2 separate regions of the Sus scrofa genome follow, and region 1 is linked to region 2. Evidence: chromatin contacts called from public HiChIP or PLAC-seq data. All regions are on one chromosome and are shown on one strand. Each heading gives the region's core, a stretch centred on a gene start, on an enhancer-like site or on the middle of the called end of the contact. The rest is flanking DNA. Distances are from core to core; before and after follow the strand shown.

Evidence for each region. HiChIP or PLAC-seq counts read pairs in DNA pulled down with a chosen protein or histone mark.
Region 1: a contact with region 2 is called in an H3K27ac HiChIP or PLAC-seq map of skeletal muscle. The contact joins the enhancer-like site here to the promoter of CCND3 in region 2. A contact is called at or near these places in 9 of 47 Hi-C or Micro-C datasets (alveolar macrophages, blood, epiblast stem cells and 3 more) and 2 of 2 datasets of contacts at active chromatin or transcription factors (alveolar macrophages and skeletal muscle).

Annotation. Positions count from the first base shown.
Region 1 is chr7:37,153,614-37,156,313 of Sscrofa11.1, reverse strand. It overlaps a transcript of CCND3 not described here. Among named protein-coding and RNA genes, the nearest start is that of TAF8, 27 kb to the left of the region's middle. Within about 2 kb of position 1,418, at least 38 of the 83 cell types and tissues checked have an H3K27ac peak or open chromatin away from gene starts, as enhancers often do. A contact at or near this core is called in alveolar macrophages, liver and skeletal muscle, where this site is marked.
Region 2 is chr7:37,093,403-37,096,102 of Sscrofa11.1, reverse strand. It overlaps CCND3 (cyclin D3), which reads left to right and starts at 1,291. Exons shown (of 5, transcript NM_001078678.1): 1 at 1,291-1,488; 2 at 2,369-2,584. The coding sequence starts at 1,291.

The DNA.
Region 1 (2,700 bases), core at 169-2,668, 60 kb before region 2:
CAGCTCACGGAAACGCCGGGTCCTTAACCTACTGAGCAAGCCAGGGATCGAACCCGCAATCTCATGGTTCCTAGTCGGATTTGTTTCTGCTGCTCCATGACGGGAACTCCTAAAGTATTTTTTAAAAGGAAGGCAAGATGAATTTTAAATTTATTTTTAAATTTTGTCTTGGGTGTATAAAACTAAAGGAAAGAGGCATTATTCATAAATCGCTCAAATGAAATAAAAATGGCCTTTCAAGTGAACATTTTATGGCTAAAATATAAAATGCTAATTATTGGAGTTCCCTGGTGGCTCAGTGAGTTAGGGACAGGGCCTTGTCACTGCTGGGGCTTGGGTCGATACTGTTGGTGTATGTTCAATTCCTGGCCTGGGAACTTTCATAAAGCTGCGGGCATGCCCCCCCCAAAATGCTAATTATTATTTTGGAAAAATAAAAAATTCCCAGACCCTGACCTCACCTATGTGTTTTTTTGTTTGTTTGTTTGTTTGTTTTGTTTTTTTATGGCCACACCTGCAGCACGTGGAAGTTCCCAGGCTCGGGGTCGAATCAGAGCTTCAGCTGATGGCCTACCACACAGCCACAGCAACGCCAGATCCAAGCCACATTTATAACCTGCACTGAAGCTTGTGGCAACACTGGATCCTTAACCAGCTGAGTGAGGCCAGGGATCAAATCTGCCTCCTCATGGATACTAGTTTGGATTCTGAACCTGTGGACCTACAAGGGGAACGCCTACCTACATACTATTTTAACCGTTTCTGCTATGTCAATATGTGGATTTTTAAAATACCTGTCCACTCATCTTTTACTCAATCGTTGCAGAATTCTCACAGATTGTGTGCTAGGCCCATGAGACAAACTGTCTGCCCTCTGGAGCTCCCAGTCTGGTTGAGACCCTAACAGCTGAGCGCTTTCCACTTAATGAATATGTGGCTGGGATGGGTTCTGTGCTGCTTGCAATGGAAGCTTGCAAGCAAGCGGTGGGGGGCCAGGGGGTACAGTCAGGGAAATTTTGGTGGAGAGGAGACATTGCTACACGGGGTCTTAAAGGGCAAGTGGGAGGGCCTAGATGCAGAGGCTGGGGGACAGAGTGGCGGGGCCCCAGGAGTGAAGTGACTTATTATCAGCAGTCCTCCCAGCCCCCGTGGTTTGTTTCTGCTTTTCCTTTGGACACGACAGATTCTGCAAACAAGGGATCCAGCTGTTTATCAGGGGCCATCCCAGGGCCAGGGGCGCCCACTCCCTGCTGCACAGGCTGCGGGGCCCTGATTAAGGAAACAGCTGAGGCAAGGGACCCAGAGCAGAGGGGGCGGGAGAACCGGAAGGAAGAACGCCAGAGAGGGTGCAGGGCAGGGGAGAGCCTGGGCGAGGGACAGGAACAAAGCATGTGCCGCTGTGCTCCAGGGCGTGCCCCTGCCCTCCTCCACCTGGCAAGCCGCCGCTGCTCCATCACAGCCCCTGCAGATGGCCCCTCCTCTGGGACTGCATTCATTCATCAGACATTTCCTGTGGCGTCGCTCAGAATGGATCCCTCTCCTTGGCTCACTTAGCAAGTCAGCCTGTGGCCGTTGAAAGAGCGTGAACTTTGGAACCAAGAATCATAGCCGCAGTAGCTAACATTTATGAAGCCCTGGACGTATCCTGGGCCCTGTGATGAGTGTTTTGAATCTATTTTCTCGTTTAATACGTTCCATCGTCAGGGAGCTGGGAATTATTACCAGGAGAGGAGGAAACTGAGGGCCAGAGGGGTTAGTGAACTTGAAGTATCAAAGCGAGTCACACCCCTGTCCGAGTCTCAGTTTCCTCATTGGTAGGTGGTAACATGGAGATGAAAATAATACCTTCTTCCCTGGTAGTTGCAAGAACTAAATGAGGGAAAGTATGCGAAGCGCCCAGTCCATTCCATGGGAAGGTCGACTCCCATCCTCCCCATTGTAGCCTTCACCGCTGTCATTCTGTATCGGGCTTCGTTGGGAGGTGCTAGTCTGAGTTTGCTGAACATGGGAGAGTGGTTGAGAACATCCATTCTGGAACTGGACTGGCTGGGTTCAAAATCTAGGCTCAGATCCACGACCGCACTCTGATAAGTGACCTTGAGCAAGATACTTTAACCTCTTTGAGCCTCAGTTTCTTCATCTACAAAATGAAAATGATGATGGTACCGTGTGTGTGTGTGTGTGTGTGTGTGTGTGTGTGTGTGTGTGTGTGTGTGTGAGCGCTACTGATATTAACCAGGCTGGAAACTTTCTGAGGGCTGGGTGGTTTTCAGGACAGTGTCACCTGAGTTGTCACTGCCTTGATGAGTTCATGTGTGGTTGAGTAGTCTAGATAATGGTATAACAGCAAGACAAGTACCCACATGATGATATTTGTCTCCTTATAAGAGAAATCCTTGCTGGAGTTCCCGTTGTGGCTCATCGCGTTAAGAATCAGATTAGCATCCTTGAGCACGAGGGTTCGATCCCTGGCCTCGCCCAGTGGATTAAGGATCCAGCGTTGCCATGAACTGTTGATGTAGGTCACAGACGCAGCTCAGATCCCACGTTGCTGCAGCTCTGATTCGACCCCTAGCCTGGAGCCTCCATATACCGCAGGCGCAGCCCTGAAAAGACAAAAACAAAAAAGAAAGAGAGAAATACTTGCTTATTGTAGAAACTTTGAAAAACATAAAGGAAAAATAGAAAGGAACCATGATC
Region 2 (2,700 bases), core at 42-2,541:
CCCAGGAGAGGCAGGGATCCCCATGGCCTCCTCCTATTTAGAGCATTACCAGAGGAGTTCCTGTGGTGGTGCAGTGGAAACCAATCTGATTAGGAACCATGAGGTTTTGGGTTCGATCCCTGGCCTCAATCAGTGGGTTAAGGACCTGGCGTTGCTGTGAGCTGTGGTGTAGGTCGAAGATGAGGCTTGGATCTGGTGTTGCTGTGGCTCTGGCGTAGGCCGACAGCTGTAGCTCCGATTCGACCCCTAGCCTGGGAACCTCCATGTGCTCTGGGTGCGGTCCTAAAAAATAAAAAGAAAAACAAAAATTAAAGAAACTCTTCCAAAAAGGATCTAGTTTCCCCACCCATGTTTTCCTCAGACAGAAACTAAGGCGGACTTCAGGGTTTTTCCAAGGCCACACAGCCAACTTGAAGAGGTGAGGCCTTGAATCCACGGTCTTTCCGCCCCGTTGTATTTCTGAAATGTGCGGATTTAGACTAGCTCTTCTAGCACTTTAATATGCACAGGAATCACCAGGGATCTTGTTGAAATGCAGATTTTGATCCTGCAGGGAATGGTGCAGAGCACAGGTTCTGGAGTCAGACTGTCAGCTTCCCAATCCTATAGCTCAGACTAAGACTGTATTTACCGTGTTTCGGTTTCCTCAATTTCAAAACCAATACAAGACCTAATTCATAGCTTTTTTCATGAAGAATCAAAAGTGCTTACAACAGTCTTCACCTAGAACTAGCTTTTTTTTATTTTTTTAAGAACTAGCTACTTTATTATTATTCATATTCCCTAAAGCAAGCAGCGGGTGAAGTCGGGTTTGATGACTGACTGAATGAATGAATAACCTTTGGAGAAAAGTTCTTCCTGGGCAACTGGAGTCTGAGCAGCCAAACGGGAGGGCTTGTAGGTGGGGAAGAGCCCCACCTCCAAAGTACCTCTCTGCACCGGGTGGTCAGAAGGCTCGGAGCGCCCGGAAGCCGGCCGGCCCGCGCCCGGCGGACCAATACGGCCGCCCGGGGGCGGGGTGGGGGGGAGCGCCCGCCCGCCCTTTCCGTCTGGGCGCCGGAGGCCCCGCCCCTTGGGACGTCGCGACGTCCGAGCATTCCACGGTTGCTACTCGGTCGCGAGGGGCGGGGCGCCTGTCAGGGAAGCGGCGCGCGGCGGCGGGGGCGGGCTGAGGCTCCAACGCGGAGTGCCAGCGCCAGCACCAGTCCCGCGCCCCGCGCTCTCCGGCCCGCCGCCTTGCGTTCTGGCTCGCCAGCCCGCACTCCCGCCCTGCCCGTGCGCTGCCCGAGTATGGAGCTGCTGTGCTGCGAGGGCACCCGGCACGCGCCCCGGGCCGGGCCGGACCCGCGGCTGCTGGGGGACCAGCGGGTCCTGCAGAGCCTGCTCCGCCTGGAGGAGCGCTATGTGCCCCGCGCCTCCTACTTCCAATGTGTGCAGAGGGAGATCAAGCCGCACATGCGGAAGATGCTGGCGTACTGGATGCTGGAGGTACCGCCCGGACTGGTCTCCCCTCCCCCGCCACCCTTGCGTCCCCCAGCTCCGGACATCCCGGGGCCGCCCTGTCGGGACATCCTGGTCCCAACAACAATCATCAAGATGTTTCTGTGGCGCACATCCCCGGGGCCTGGCCTTGCGCTCGCGCACCCTAGCCGGCTGCCTCCCAGGTGGTCCTTTCTTTCTCTTCTCCAACCCTGGCTTTGACTGCCAGTCGTTTGGCACCCTAACTAACCCTCTCTTGGGCCGGGAAAGCGGGACAAGGGCCACCCTCTCCCCTCCGGCTTCTCCCAGCGTCTCCTGCCTTGCTCCCCTGCCCGGCCCTCTCTGGAGAGCGCGGCTGGAAAACCTTGGGCTCAGCCGCCCCCGCCGCAGAGCCGGTTCCTGTGTGTGTCGCGGGGTTCTGGCGGGGAAGGCGGTGGGGGTGGCGCGCGCTGTTCCGGCCGTCAGGGAAATGAAAAGTGCGGGAGGCCGCGGCTGGAGTCTCCTCCCTTCCCTTTGGGTGTGTGCAGTGGGTGGCGGTAATGGGGGTAAGGTCCCAGTTCTCTGGCTACAGTGGGTGACTCGTCCGTCCCCCATCGCCCTCGGTATGGGGGAGGGCAGACTCAGTTTGGAATCCTTAAGGGAGCCTCTGGCTTACAGCCCCCCTCTCCCCAGCCCCGGGTGTGGGGGTGGAGGCAACGTCGAGGAAGTGGGGGGGGCGTCACCTTGGGGAAGGCGCATCCTGCGTTTTAGTCCCTGTCACTGTAAGGACACCTACCCCCTGCCATTTCTTGCTCCCCGTCCCAATCCCTTTCAGCCCCCCCCCCCAACCTTTAGTGCTGCTGCGTCTCCTCTGCCTCTGTCCCAGAAATGACCGTGCGCCCTCCCCCAGGTGTGTGAGGAGCAGCGCTGTGAGGAGGAAGTCTTCCCCCTGGCCATGAACTACCTGGATCGCTACCTGTCCTGCGTCCCCACCCGCAAGGCGCAGTTGCAGCTCCTGGGTGCGGTCTGCATGCTGCTGGCCTCCAAGCTGCGCGAGACTACGCCCCTGACCATCGAAAAACTGTGCATCTACACGGACCACTCTGTCTCTCCCCGCCAGCTGCGGGTGCGTGCACAACTCCCCCCGCCCCCCAACATCTCCTGCCTCCTCACTCACCAGAAAAAGGAAAGCTAAGACCTCGGGCGGCTTTCTGCCCTTGCACAGGGTAGCAGAGGCTTTTT